2 separate regions of the Sus scrofa genome follow, and region 1 is linked to region 2. A link is a contact called in public Hi-C data. All regions are on one chromosome and are shown on one strand. Each heading gives the region's core, a stretch centred on a gene start, on an enhancer-like site or on the middle of the called end of the contact. The rest is flanking DNA. Distances are from core to core; before and after follow the strand shown. Region 1 holds the start of LOC100156657. Region 2 holds the start of BAK1 (bcl-2 homologous antagonist/killer).

Evidence for each region. A called contact is a pair of places that touch in the nucleus more often than the background predicts.
Region 1: a contact with region 2 is called in a Hi-C map of heart right ventricle, with 5 times the contacts expected there. The contact joins the promoter of LOC100156657 here to the promoter of BAK1 in region 2. A contact is called at or near these places in 1 of 47 Hi-C or Micro-C datasets (heart right ventricle) and 1 of 2 datasets of contacts at active chromatin or transcription factors (alveolar macrophages).

Annotation. Positions count from the first base shown.
Region 1 is chr7:30,329,064-30,335,767 of Sscrofa11.1, reverse strand. It overlaps LOC100156657, which reads left to right and starts at 3,717. Exons shown (of 5, transcript NM_001190191.1): 1 at 3,717-3,810; 2 at 4,915-5,098; 3 at 5,289-5,314; 4 at 5,583-5,688; 5 at 5,838-6,219. The coding sequence starts at 4,988. The coding sequence ends at 5,903. It overlaps HMGA1 (high mobility group AT-hook 1), which reads right to left. Exons shown (of 6, transcript NM_001185155.1): 6 at 6,355-6,704.
Region 2 is chr7:29,813,571-29,820,147 of Sscrofa11.1, reverse strand. BAK1 (bcl-2 homologous antagonist/killer) reads left to right here and starts at 4,803. Exons shown (of 7, transcript XM_021098603.1): 1 at 4,803-5,206. It overlaps LOC100156231 (gametogenetin-binding protein 1-like), which reads right to left and starts at 4,098. Exons shown (of 7, transcript XM_005665887.3): 1 at 3,146-4,098; 2 at 2,541-2,656; 3 at 2,021-2,115; 4 at 1,756-1,873; 5 at 767-906. The coding sequence starts at 3,606. LOC102162214 (a long non-coding RNA gene) reads right to left here. Exons shown (of 4, transcript XR_002345648.1): 4 at 4,672-6,577.

The sequences.
Region 1 (6,704 bases), core at 2,468-4,967, 520 kb before region 2:
CTGAAACACACTGGCATTCTAGGATAAATCCCATTTGGTCATTGTGTATAATCCTTTTTAAAGTTCCATTGGATGTTGTTTATTAGTATTTTTCGAAGATTTCTGTATCTATATTCGTAAGGAATATTCGCCTATTTTAGTTTTCTTACAGAATCTTTCTCTGGCTTTGGTATCAGGATAATATTGGCCTCACACACTGTGCTAGAAAGTGTTCCCCTTCCTTTAATTTTTGGAAAAGTTGGGATAGAATTGATATTAATTCTTTAAATGTTTGGTAGAATTGGCCAGTGGAGACATCTAGTCCTGACTTTTCTTTTTTGGGAGGTTTTCGAATACTGATCCAACCTTCTTACTTATTACAGGTCTGTTGAGAGTCTCTATTTCTTCTTGAGTCAGTTTTTCTTTGTTTTGGTTTTGCTTTTTAGGACCATACTTGCAGCATATAGAAGTTCCCAGTTTAGGGGTTGAATAGGAGCTACACCTGCTGGCCTATACCACAGCCACAGCAATGCAGGATCTGAGCTGTCTCTGTGACCTATACCACAGCTCACAGCAATGCCAGATCCTTAACCCACTGAGTGGGGCCAGGGATCCAACCTGCATCCTCATGAATACTAGGTCAGGTTCAGGTTCATTTCCACTGAGCCACAACAGGAACTCCTGCAATCGGATTCTTAACCCACTGTGCCATAGTGGGAACTCTGAGAATTTTTTACTCTATTTTATCTCTTTTTTTTTGGCTATGCCCATGGCATGTGGAATTTCCCAGGCCAGGGATTAAACCCACTCAATAGCAGTGACCCAAGCCACTGCAGTGACAACACTGGATCCTTAACCTGAGGCACCAAAAGAGAACTCTTCTGTTTTGTCTCTTTTGTTGGCTGATAAGCTATAACTCTGTTATTTTACTAGTTGCAAGGGTTTACAGTATGTGGATTTAACTTACTGAAGTTTATGTCATCATAGGAACAAACCAGGCCTCAAATGCAGCCCTAGAGCAGCAGCCAGCACACAGCTGGTCAGAAAGAGGTGCCCCACCCATCCTCCCATTATGCCCTACCCTTGTCTATCACACCAAGGGCTCTCAGAAGTCTTTGAGCTGCTCAGGGTCTCAGCTTGTTCATTTGTATTTATTTATTTATTTATTTTTGGTCTTTTTTATTATTTATTTTTTTTTAATTTTTTTTTGTCTTTTTGCTATTTTTTGGGCTGCTCCTGCGGCATATGGAGTTTCCCAGGCTAGGGGTCTAATCGGAGCTGAAGCTGCCAGCCTATGCCAGAGCCACAGCAACTCGGGATCCGAGCCGTGTCTGCAACCTACACCACAGCTCACGGCAATGCCGGATCGTTAACCCACTGAGCAAGGGCAGGGATCGAACCCGCAACCTCATGGTTCCTAGTCAGATTCGTTAACCACTGCGCCACTACAGGAACTCCTATTTTTGGTCTTTTTTAGAGCCGCACCCACAGCATATGGTAGTTGCCAGGCCAGGGGTCTAATCAGAGCCACAGCTGCCGGCCTACACCACAGCTCACGGCAATGCCAGATCCTTAACGCACTGAGCAAGGCCAGGGATTGACCCCGAAACCTCCTGGTTCCTAGTTGGATTCGCTTCCGCTGCGCCACAACGGGAACTCCTTAAATTGAAGTTGCCCCTACTACCTTGAATAGTGTTCTGGGGTAAAGGAAGTAAATACATGCTGAGTATCATCCCAGTATCACTAGACCCTCAGTTTATGTGGTTGGAAGTCCTGAGAACAGGGACAAAGGTTGGATGTGTGGGCAGACAAGGGGGCCTGGTTTCTAAAACCTACTACTTAATTCCCACTTCCTTGTAAGATGAGAGGGGCACTACATGGGTAGGGGCCTCCTCCCTCTGCCCTCAGCTCTGGTAAAAGCCTGGCATGAGTGGTCTCCCTACTCTCCACACTCAAAAGCCTGAGAACCCCAGGAAATCTACCTGCAGCCTCCAAACCCAAGCTTTTCTCTCATTCCTTTCCCTTTATCTGATTCCCCATCAGTCAGATGGTGGCAATTCTAAGCAAAAGGCCAGAGTTCTCACCTGTCCTCTGGTTCCTAACTGGGTATTACTCCTTCAGATCTGCCCTCAATTAATTGCCGCTGGTAGGACTTGAGGAAGTGAAGTGGCTCAACCATGTCCATGCCATTGGCTGCCCCTGGCAAGAACAATGACCCATGCCACCCCTGTATCTCCATTAGCACTTGAGGATTCAGGAGACCTTAACCTGCCACAACTTTTATGTCCTTGGACGTTTTCCATCACCTGCCAATCTGGAATTTTCCCAATTGCATGTGATTGTGGTGGTGGAGAGGAGGGTGTGGTATAAACTATACACACACAGTTTGACGTAACTTTATTTATTTATTTGCTTTTTAGGGCCGCACTGGTGGCATATGGAGGTTCCCTGGCTAGGGGTTGAATTGGAGCTACAGCTGCCGGCCTATACCACAGCCACAGCAACATGGGATCCCACCCACCTCTGCGACCTACGGCACAGCTTATAGCAATGCCAGATCCCCAACCCTCTAAGCAAGAACTGGGATTGAACCTGCATCCTCATGGATACTAGTGGGATTTGTTTCTGCTGCACCACAACGGGAACCCCTGACTTAACTTTAGACTCACATGTAGTTGTAAGAAATATTAGCAATCCCTCATATGCTTTGGCCGGCTCCGCCCAGTGCTAACATTTGCAGAACTGTAGTATAACATCACAACCAGGACACTGACACTGGTAAAATCCAACAATCTTATTCACATTTCTCCAGTTAAGTGTGTGACATTGTGACATTTTACTTACCAAACCAAGCTCACCTACTGATCAAGCTACCTGTGACCCAGGGGGACTTCACCTCATAGCTCCGTCTGTGCCTCAGAAAACTGGAAGGAGGTTAACAGGGAATTTAAAATACAGGGTATGCCATGTGCCAGGCTCTACCCATGTCACTGTGTAATCTTTATAGCAGCCTGTTTTGCCAACTTTAAGACTGAGGCATAGAGAGGATGGCTGGGTGGGTGTATCCAAGGTCCATGGGCTGGGCAGGTGCGACTCTGGACCTGCATATTCTACCCTCTGGGCAGAGCACAGAGGGCCAGGCTGCAATACTACCGTCTGTGCGGTTCTATAAAGACTAACAGGGCGCGGAGTTCCCATCGTGGCGCAGTGGTTAACGAATCTGACTGGGAACCGTGAGGTTGCGGGTTCGATCCCTGGCCTTGCTCGGTGGGTTAAGGATTTGGCGTTGCCGTGAGCTGTGGTGTAGGTCGAAGACACGGCTCGGATCCCGAGTTGCTGTGGCTCTGGCGTAGGCCGGCGGCTACAGCTCCGATTCGACCCCTAGCCTGAGAACTTCCATATGCTACAGAAGAGGCCCTAGAAAAGGCCAAAAGACAAAAAAAAAAAAAAGACTAACGGGGGCGCTTGTGGGGCCAGGGCTCCAACCAGATCAGCACGCAAAGGAGACCAAGCTCTGCCTGGAATGTGAACTCCCAAGCGCTCCCGCCCCGGGGGACGCCGGGAAGCCGCGCGCGCCCCGCCCCTCCCCGCTGCGCAGCCCTCGGCTGCCCCCTGCCGTCGCGTGGTGGTCCCTGCAGCCCGGGCCGTCTCCGCCTTCGCACCGCCCATTCCCCGCCTCCTGATTGGCCGCTCCAGGAGTCTCCGGGCCTTCTGCCTTCCGATGCTGTGGCCCCGCCCATTTCCCCGGGTCCTTTGATCACGCGCCTGCCGGCTCTTCCGGGGCCCGGGAGCCAACCGAGGGCGTTCCACTCCGGGCTGCAGCGGCGGGAGGTAAGGCATGGCCGGGTTGGATGGGCTGCAGAGCGCCGGCACAAGTCCACGCCTCGGGGTGTCGGGATTCCGGGATACCCGGGCCCCTCTGCGCTCCCAAGTTCCCCTCCCCCGGCCTGAGCCTCCCAGCGCCATGGCAACTACCTCCCGCACGCCGTTGCTGGTCCGCGTCCTAAGAACGGCCTGTCACTCTCCCTATCTCGGCATGTCCCCTCGACTGTGGGACGGTGCGATTCTGGGACGGTGCGATGCGACTGGGCAAGCCCGCAGCCCCCACGGGCCCCGGGACCGGCCCAAGCTCATACCTTGCCTTCCGATGGGAACCGAGGCGAACCGAGGTCGCAGACCGCGGGGCATCGGCGTTGAGCCTCCACGGGCAATCTCCTTCCCTCTGTCATGGGAACTGACCCTCTCCACCTCCGCCTGTCAAACCCGGGCCAGGAGGGGAGGGACTAGGGCGGAGCCCCGAGTGGGGATCAGGGGAAGGTGACATCACCTCGCAGATGCAATCCAGTCCTGCCCACTTGTGTCTACCCTGGCACATGAGACCAGTGGGGGAAATGGTGCCCAGGAGATATGTCTGGAGTGACACCAGGGACAAAGAGGGCATATAGGACCTATGGCCTGAAGTGTGGGAATTGGACCGGGACTGAGGGAGATGCGCCCCTTCAGAAGCCCCTACCTCACCCCTAGGCTACAGTCCAGGACCCTCATAGTTTAATCTTAACCTCCTTATTTTGCTCCCTTGGAGCTGCTGGCAGCCCAGTGCCCTAGAAGGTTGGGCAGGGGCTGGGACCATACACCTAACCTTTCCCCAGAAATTGATAGCTGCAAATGTTTCGGCCAGCACCCTGAGCTGGGCCCCACCTTGATTTGGGGATAGGAGCTGAAAGGGCCTCAGGCCCTGACTCTGGGCCTTTCCTGGGTGCCCTTTACACCCAGGATTTGCAGAGTTGCTGGAGGGTTAACCCCAGCACACTGACCTGGAAGATCCCTTGTCCCAGCACCTGACTTAAGTTTTCACACATTACTGGCTCTTGGGGAGGGATCCAGAGCCTAGGTGTCTCTCTGGGTGACATTGACAACCTCCTTCCTCCTCCCCAGGGAGCCCAGTGGAGGCGCCCTCCCGAGGCAGCACTGCCCATGCTGACTACCCAGCCCTCCAGCTGCCGATGTCATGAGTAACACCACAGTGCCCAATGCCCCCCAGGCCAACAGCGACTCCATGGTGGGCTATGTGTTGGGGCCTTTCTTCCTCATCACCCTGGTCGGGGTGGTGGTGGCTGTGGTAAGGAGCCCCCACATCCACTCATATATACCCACACTTTTGCTAAGGCAGGGCTGGGTGGGCCTGGTCCAGCCTGCACAGGGCACCTCAGCTGTCCTGTTACGGGAGCGGAGGGTGTGGAAATGGGCCCCACTCACTCGTGGGCCATGCTGGGCTCAGCTGCCTCCACAGTGCTGTGTCTCTGTTACAGGTAATGTATGTCCAGAAGAAAAAGCGGTGAGTGTCCCCGCCCCCTGAACATTCTGCTTAAAGTTCTCCCCATGGCATCTCAGCTCCCTGCGCAGGTTAAGACGCCCCTCAGGCATTATGAAACTAGCCTGGAATTCCCTACACTCCACTGTTCGGTTTTCACACCCAGACATGTATTAGAGCTCTAGTGTACCCCAAAAGGCACCCACTGGAAGCGCCCCCGCCAGGAGCAGTAGAGACGGGGCAGTCAGGTGTCTGTGGACCCCCGGAGCTGAACCCGTCCCATGCTCCCCAGGGTAGACCGGCTTCGCCATCACCTGCTCCCTATGTACAGCTATGACCCTGCTGAGGAGCTGCACGAGGCCGAGCAGGAGCTGCTCTCTGACGTGGGAGACCCCAAGGTGAGCACTTGGGACAGGCACAATCAGGAGAGGTGGGCCCGCGGTTTGCACCCTTGAAGCCAGAGCCTTGCTGTGGCTAGAGGGCTACCTCCTCCAAGGTTGTGCGGCAGACTCCTGGCACACAGCCCGTGGCATGATCTCCCTCACAGGTGGTACATGGCTGGCAGAGTGGCTACCAGCACAAGCGGATGCCCTTGCTGGATGTCAAGACGTGACCCGAGCCCCTTGCCCTCATCTTCAGAACCATGGGGTCCTGGACCCTGCAGCCTGCTGCTTCCCCCCAACTCCCAGCTCACCTTCCTGGGTCTCCACGCCCCCCACCCCCCTGTGCCTGGCAGCACCTGTTCCCTCAGCCCCACATAGCAGCCAAGCCCCAGTAGCATCTCACCCCCAGCTAGGCCTTCAGTTTTCTGGGGCCAAAGGGCAGAGCTTCGCCCTCCCTGACCCAGCTGTGGAGCCACTTCTGTGGTGACAGGGCCTGATGTATAGTACTCTGTATGTATATTTTGTAAATAAAATGTTTTGTGGCTATAGGGGTGCAGCTGATGTCTTCTGGGGGGGCTTAAGGTACCTTCTGTGGAGCCAACACCAGCTTTTCCCCTTCCTCCCCCGTCCTGGGCAGAGCCCTTCAGGAGCGACCCCTGCCCAGAGACATAAGAGACTCAGTCCAGAAAAGGACATTTTTTTATTCAAGTAACTGCAAATAGGAAACCAGAGGGGGGGGCCCCCAGGCTGGGACAAATATCGGCTGCCTCCTCCCTGACAGAACGGGGAGAAGGCGGCCCCTACACCTGACAGTCAACACAGGCCCCCCTCCTTACTCTGCTGCAGCATCCTAGGGGCAGGGCCCCACCTTCCCTGGGACCGGGGTGGTCTGTGACCCAGCCTGCTTTGCCCCAGGCCCCTTCCCCTAAGAGGGTCTTGGGGGAGGAGAATGTGGGCAGAACAGGAGGCGATGAGGATGAACATTTGGCGCTGGTAGCAGCAGCAATGACGGATGTCTAAGAATGAAACAT
Region 2 (6,577 bases), core at 3,554-6,053:
TCCATCCCTGGCCTCGCTCAGTGGGTTAAGGATCTGGCATTGCCGTGAGCTGGGATCCCAGACATGGCTCAGATCCCGAGTTGCTGTGGCTGTGGCTGTGGCATAGGCTAGTGGCTACAGTTCCGACTGGACCCCTAGCCTGGGAACCTCCATATGCCGTGGGTGCGGCCATTAAAAAAAAAAAAAAAAGGAAAGAAACGAAGTCACAGGGCAAGTTGGTGCCAGAGCAGGGACTTGGCTAAAGACTTTGCCCCTTCCTTTGTGAACTACACAGACTGGCAGGGGCCAAAGCCCGCTGAACGATAGGATGAGCTGAAGAACGAATAGAAATTTTACCAAAGGACACGGAGGCATTTTTCATCAACAGAAGCTGGGATGGGCCAGTGTCAAGGAGGGTGGGCTGAAAGGTCCTTGGGGTGACCCAGTGGGGAACTCCCAAGCACCTGCGTGTATTCGCAGGCATGGGCACAGGCGTCAACCGGACAGAAAACAGAAGAGCAACATTAAGACAGATGCGCAGGAAAGCCACGAAGACACCTGGACAAAGCCCATTGTGGAGCTGAGGGAACAGGCCACACAGCCAGTGGGTGGCAGGGAAGCTTTAAAAGCAGACCCGTGGACCCCAGGCCAAGTGAGTGACTGATGGAGAGCTGTGCATGCCAGGGCCACCCAGAAGGAACCAGTCCAGAGGCCTGAGGAGGTGGGAGGCCTCCTGCCCACTTCCCCAGGGCCCTCAGCGGGCTGTGGGCTCCGAGGGGCCAAATACCTGGCTGTCCACAATGCCCGCCTCCTCCAGAGTGACTTCTGGCTGGGCCAGCAGCTCCCAGCCCTCGGGGCTGTCTGTCTTCCAGAGGCGGGACTCCCGCTGTACTACCAGAAGCTTCTTTAACTCTGACTCCACAAAACCTGAGAGCAGAGAGCTCAGCATGGGGCAGGTAGGAGTGGGGGAAGGAAGAGGACATGGCTCCAGCTCCCTCATCTCCAGCCAGACCTCCACTTTCCCACTGCCCTGCCTGCCCCAGGAAACTCACTTCCCATGGCTCCCTCTGGCTGCATGAGTCTCTTTCCTTGCCTCCCCGGGTGTGTGGGTAACATCTGTCCACCTGCCCCCACAACCCTTCCAGCCACTGATTCGGGAGCATGTATCTGGAACAACCCAAACTGCCTGGGTTCCTGTGTCAGCTCTGCCACTTACTAGCTGTGTGTTCTTGGACAAGCTACTTAGCCTCTCTGTACCCCATTTTCCTTACAGTGAAGTGAAGACCATAACAGGACCTACCTAAAAGTTAAAATACATTACTTCATGGAGAGTGCTTGGAATAGAGTCCGGCCCACAGTACTGGCTATAATCAGCAAGGGCGCTGCAATGGGACAGGGGGCCTTCTGGGGCACTGTCACAGCAGTGCATGCATGATGAGAGAACCACGGACAGAGGTGGCTACTGGAGTCAGGATTCCCAGCTGGGGAAGTGTGGTGCTCAAAGAGCCACAGCCCTAGTCACAACCCATCCCACTCCCCACCACTCCCTACCCAAACCCTGAGAGAGGAGGACCCCAGGCAGCCCTAGGTGGACCTCCAGACGCTGCACACCTGTCCCCCGGCCCCGGTGGTCATCTTAGGTCCTCTGCTACCACCTGGTGGTAGGAACCGGTATCGCACCCACGAGCCGCGGCCACAGAGGGCCGTCTGGGAGCTGTTTGGATGGGCTGGGGGCACCACTCTTGCCTACTGTATCTGACGATCTAAAAGCCTTACGCAGCGGCGACGGGAGGGTGACGATGCCTGGGACACAGAGCTTGAAGGAACTGTCCTCGTCCTCCATTTCCTCCTCCATGTCTTTGTCCTCCTGGGGCGAGCCTTCCTTGAGAGGAAACTGAGGGTGTGCCAGGGGCTGAGCAGGTGAGGAGGGGGTCCCCAAGTCCAGCTCCACCCCCACCCCCACCCTGACCTTAAACAGAAAGCAGGCAGGATGGCAGCTCTCAGAAGGTCCCCCACCCCCACCCTAGCCAGCTGCACAGACCTTGGTCATGGCTGACTTCTGAAGCTGCTTGTACAAGCTGAGGAGGCGGCTCCATGGCGTTGCCCCCACCTTCGAGGAGGCCAGCCTGAGTTCTCCTGTGGAGGGGTGGTGGTCACTGACACGTGGACAGAAGTGAGAGGCAGCCCAGGCCTGGCCCAGGTCACAGAGGGATGAGGAGGGCTGAGCTGAGGGTGTGGTTTCCCTATTTTCTTAAGCAAACACCTGCTGTGTGCCAGGCACAGTTCTGGGCGCTTCTCAGAGAACTTCTCATTTGATCCTTGCAGCTGCCTGCTGAAATAAGCAGTTCTAGTCCCATTTTACAGATGAGGAAACTGAGGCACAGAAAAGCTGAGCGACTTGCTGCCATCACACAGCTTGGCCTAGTGGCGCTGGGACTCAGACCCAGGCCGCCTTCCTCTGGCCTTCCCTCAGATTGCTCCTGCCCTTCTGGGCCCTGTGCCCAGAGGAGTCAATTCTGTCCATGTCTGGTACCTCCCCTGCCTGTGGCCGCCACACTCACCGTCAAGCAGACACTCCTCCTCCTCTCTGGCCAAGGCCTTGGGGCTGACCTCCAGTGGCCCCGCAGCCCTCTGCAGGCATCCTTGATCCACCTCCAAGGCTTGGGCAAAGCGGCCCCTGATCCCAAAGCACAGTCAGGTGGAAGTGGCAGGTGCAGCCCAGAGATGCGGTGGAAGCCCCCCTAACCCCCCACCCCAAGGTTCTCCCACAGGCCCCACTTAGCCTACTCCCCCCTCCTGCACAGCCCTCTGGGGTCCATCAGAGAGATGACGATGCTCCCCCAAAGTAAAGGGAGGGGCGCCAAGTCCAAGTGAACTTGGAAACCAGAAGAAGGGGGAGGGGAGACAGGGAAGGGGGCCCATAAAGGAGCTGGGGAGCACTGGGACCCTGCTCACCCTACACACACCCTTCCCAGGGCCCGGCCTGTCCTCCTGTCCTTTGGGGACCTCCATCCCCAAGCCCTCACTGGTGGAGGACCCAGTCTGCTTCCCCACCCCCACCTCTCCAGTCCTTCTCCCATTCGGACCCTCCCAGCTCAGGCCCACACCCTCCCTTCTGCCTTCCAGGAGGCTCCCAGGTCCCTGCTGCCCAGAGCCCACCTCTCACCTGTCTGAGGTCCCCGTGTCCCCCAAGGCCGCGCCTGCCACCTCCTCCTCTTCCCTTTCGTCCATCTCAGACAGGCTGCCCAGCGCCTCCTGGCCTCCTCTGCGTGGATCTGACCTTACTTCTACACCCCGGGCCACCACCCTCAGGACCTGCACAGGGGTGGGGGTCTGGGCCCCCGCATCCCCTAGCTCCAGCCCCGAGGGACTAGTTCGTGGCAGGGCCACAGCGAGGGTACAGGGCAGCGAGGCAGGTGGCCAGGATTCCTTCTGCCCCGCTGCTCCGTGACAGCCAGTCATCAGGGGGGTGGCGTCCTGCTCTTGCAAGGGGCACGGCTGACCCCCCACCAGGGCCTGGTCTGAGCTCTCTGGGCTGCCCTTGCCCCCCACCAGGCTACGGAAAAGGCGGAACATGGACGAGCGGCCCAGATTATGGGCCCGAGGGGTTGGGGCTGGGGCCTCCATCCTGAAGGGGACCTGACTCAAGAGGGAAGGGCCGCAGCAGCTACTGGGACCAACTGCTTAAGAACAGAGGGGGTTGGAAACTTCCCAGAGTTCTAGAAGGCGAAGGCGGGTTGGGGGTGGGGGCAGAGTGTGCCCGGGGGTGGGGGTGGGGGTGTCAATGCAGCACCCCGAGGGTGGGGGTTGGCGAGGCTCCAGGAGACGCAGAGGTGGGGACCCCAACTCTGAGAATGGGGCACACAGCTCTCCCCACAGCCTGTCCTCCTCTGGCTGTGGCTGCTGGTCCAGGAGGGTGGGAGTGTGTGTCCTCCCACCCCTCCCTTCACAACCAGTCTCATCGGCCCTCTGCATGTCCACGTCTACCTGCCTATCACCTGCAGGGTTTCTACCTCTGCAGCCATCGAGGAGCTTGGTACACAGGCCTCAACTGTACGTGGAACTTCAATCTTTTTTTTTTTTTTTTTTTTTTTTTTAGGGCCGTACCTGTGGCACATGGAGGTTCCCAGGCTAGGGGTTGAATCGGAGCTGCAGCTGCTGGCCTATGCCACAGCCCCAGCAATGCAGGATCCTTAGCCCACTGAGCAAGGCCAGGGATCAAACCCACATACTCATGGATACTAGTCGGGTTCTTAACCTGCTGAGCCACAATGGGAACTCCGTGGAATCTCAATTTCATCTTATTATGCCCATGGCACTTACATGTCTGATTATAAACCCCGCTCAGTGACCTTGGCGGAGGTTCCTTAAAGCAGCCGAGTCCCAGTTCGTTCATCTGTAAAATGGATGTGGTCACCGCACCTACTTCCAAGGGTGGTTGAGACTGTTCAGTGAGGATGGTTTAAAGTGCCCAGCACTGGAGTTCCCGTCGTGGCGCAGTGGTTAACGAATCCGACTAGGAACCATGAGGTTGTGGGTTTGATCCCTGCCCTTGCTCAGTAGGTTAAGGATCCGGCATTGCCGTGACCTGTGGTGTAGGTTGCAGACGCGGCTTGGATCCCGTGTTGCTGTGGCTCTGTCCTAGGCCAGTGGCTACAGCTCCGATTGGACCCCTAGCCTGGGAACCTCCATATGCCGTGGGAGCGGCCCAAGAAATAGCAAAAAGACGAAAAAAAAATAAAAAAAAATAAAAAAATAAAGTGCCCAGCACACAGCAGGGCTTCACAAACCTCACCAGCCTGGCTTTCTTGCTGATACCGACGGACAGAAGTGGGGCAAGATCAAGGAGGAGGACAGGGAACCCGGGTGGGAAAAGCCGTGGGTGGGGACACTCGGCAGGGGTGGGAGCCGCGCTCTCCGCCCTGAGCCCAGCCCCAGCCCCGTGCTGCAGGCTTCAGCGGCTGCATCCGGCGGCCGCAGAGCAACTTCCTCTAGAGGGAGCTGATTGGAGCGGGAGCCGCCGGCACCTCTATGATCGCCAAAGCCTCGCGGGTCCCGAAGGCCGCGCTGGGACCAGCCCAGGCTGCATCCTGACACCAGGAACTCACTGGCGCCCGTCTCTGGAGGCCGAGCCTGGGTACCTTACCCTGGGAGTGGCCACTGGCCACTGGGATCACCGGCCTCCGCCCTGCTGAGCCAACCCAGGCCTGGGCCAGGGTCTGGGCAGGTAAGCCGGGAGGGTCCCGCCTGTGCTCCCCACGCCTGGGAGCTCCGGGCCGGGGGTAGGTGAGGGAGGCAGGGGGCTGGGGGGGGAAGGCCTCAGGCTCCCCCCAACCCCCGGGACTCCACCGAGCCCTGTTCGGGGCCTGATCCACCCGGGGCTCCCTCTGGCCACCCCTCAGGCAGCTTCCCCTCTCACCCTGGCCCTAGGGGCCCGAGAATCGGGTGTCAAAGAACCAGGCTCTTTAGCAGTCTGGGGGATGGGGGGGGAGGTCAGAGCCAAGGTCAAGGGCACGGGGAGAACTTACAGCCTCCCTGCTGCCCCAGGAGACCTAAGAGCGGTCTAGAGTCAGGCACCTCCCCTGGGGAAGCATCCTGGCCACCCTCCTCCCCTGGGCAGACCCCACAAGTGGGGAACTCAGAGTACCAGGAAGTCAGGTGCTTGGAGGGGGCAGGGGTAGACCCAGATCAGCAAGGCCTGGGGCCTTGGGGCTGCTCTGAGGCGCCAACTTCTCCCCAGCTCTGAGCCCGAGGGTGGCAGGGGTGCTGTCAGCATCCTCCAGCCCTGCAGTCCTGGGGGCACCAAGGGAGCCAGAAGGGCACCTTGTTCAGGAGGAGGCTGCTGGGATGGGTGCATGCCAGGCCAAGGTCGGTCTTCCCCAGGTGGCACTGGGTGGAGGAGGGGAGGCACAGGTGGTCCGGACCGTCCCCACCCTTCTTTCTGCTGCTTTCGAAAGTAGCCCCAGGCCTGAGAGGGAGGGGTGGGCGGGGAGGGTGCACTGACTGGTCCTCCCAGGGAGCTGGCCCAGGGTAGGGAGGGGCCTCCCTGGGGCGGGAGGAGGGACCTCTGCCTGGGTGATGGAGGCAGCTTTGGGGTGGAGGGAAGTGAAGGGGTGCAAACTGAAAGTGAAACAGCTCATGTCCAGGAAATACTCCCTCTGCAGAGGGTTTACAGAGCAGCCCAGGCAGCAGCCAGAACTGGGTGAAAAAGGAGAGTAGGGGCTGGAGACCCAAGGGCAAGGGGTGCATGTAGTTTTCTCAACTCCCCGTGAGAAGGGAGTGGGAAGAGCACAGGCAAACGGGGAAGCTGCCTTGGAAAGGACACTCTCTGAGGTCCATAAACTGGGAAATAAATCCGAGGAGTTCCCGTCATGGTTTAGCGGTTAATGAACCCGACTACTATCCGTCAGGACACGGGTTCGATCCCTGGCCTTGCTCAGGGGGTTCCGAAACGAGTGTTGAGTGGAGGATGGGCTCCTGGAAGCTCAGACAACCAACCGGACTCCTGGACTAGCACGTGGCCTTGGCACTGACTTCTCTGTGCCTCATTCTTCCCACCTGGAAAGTGGGTATGACCGTGCTTACCCTGTGGCTAGGT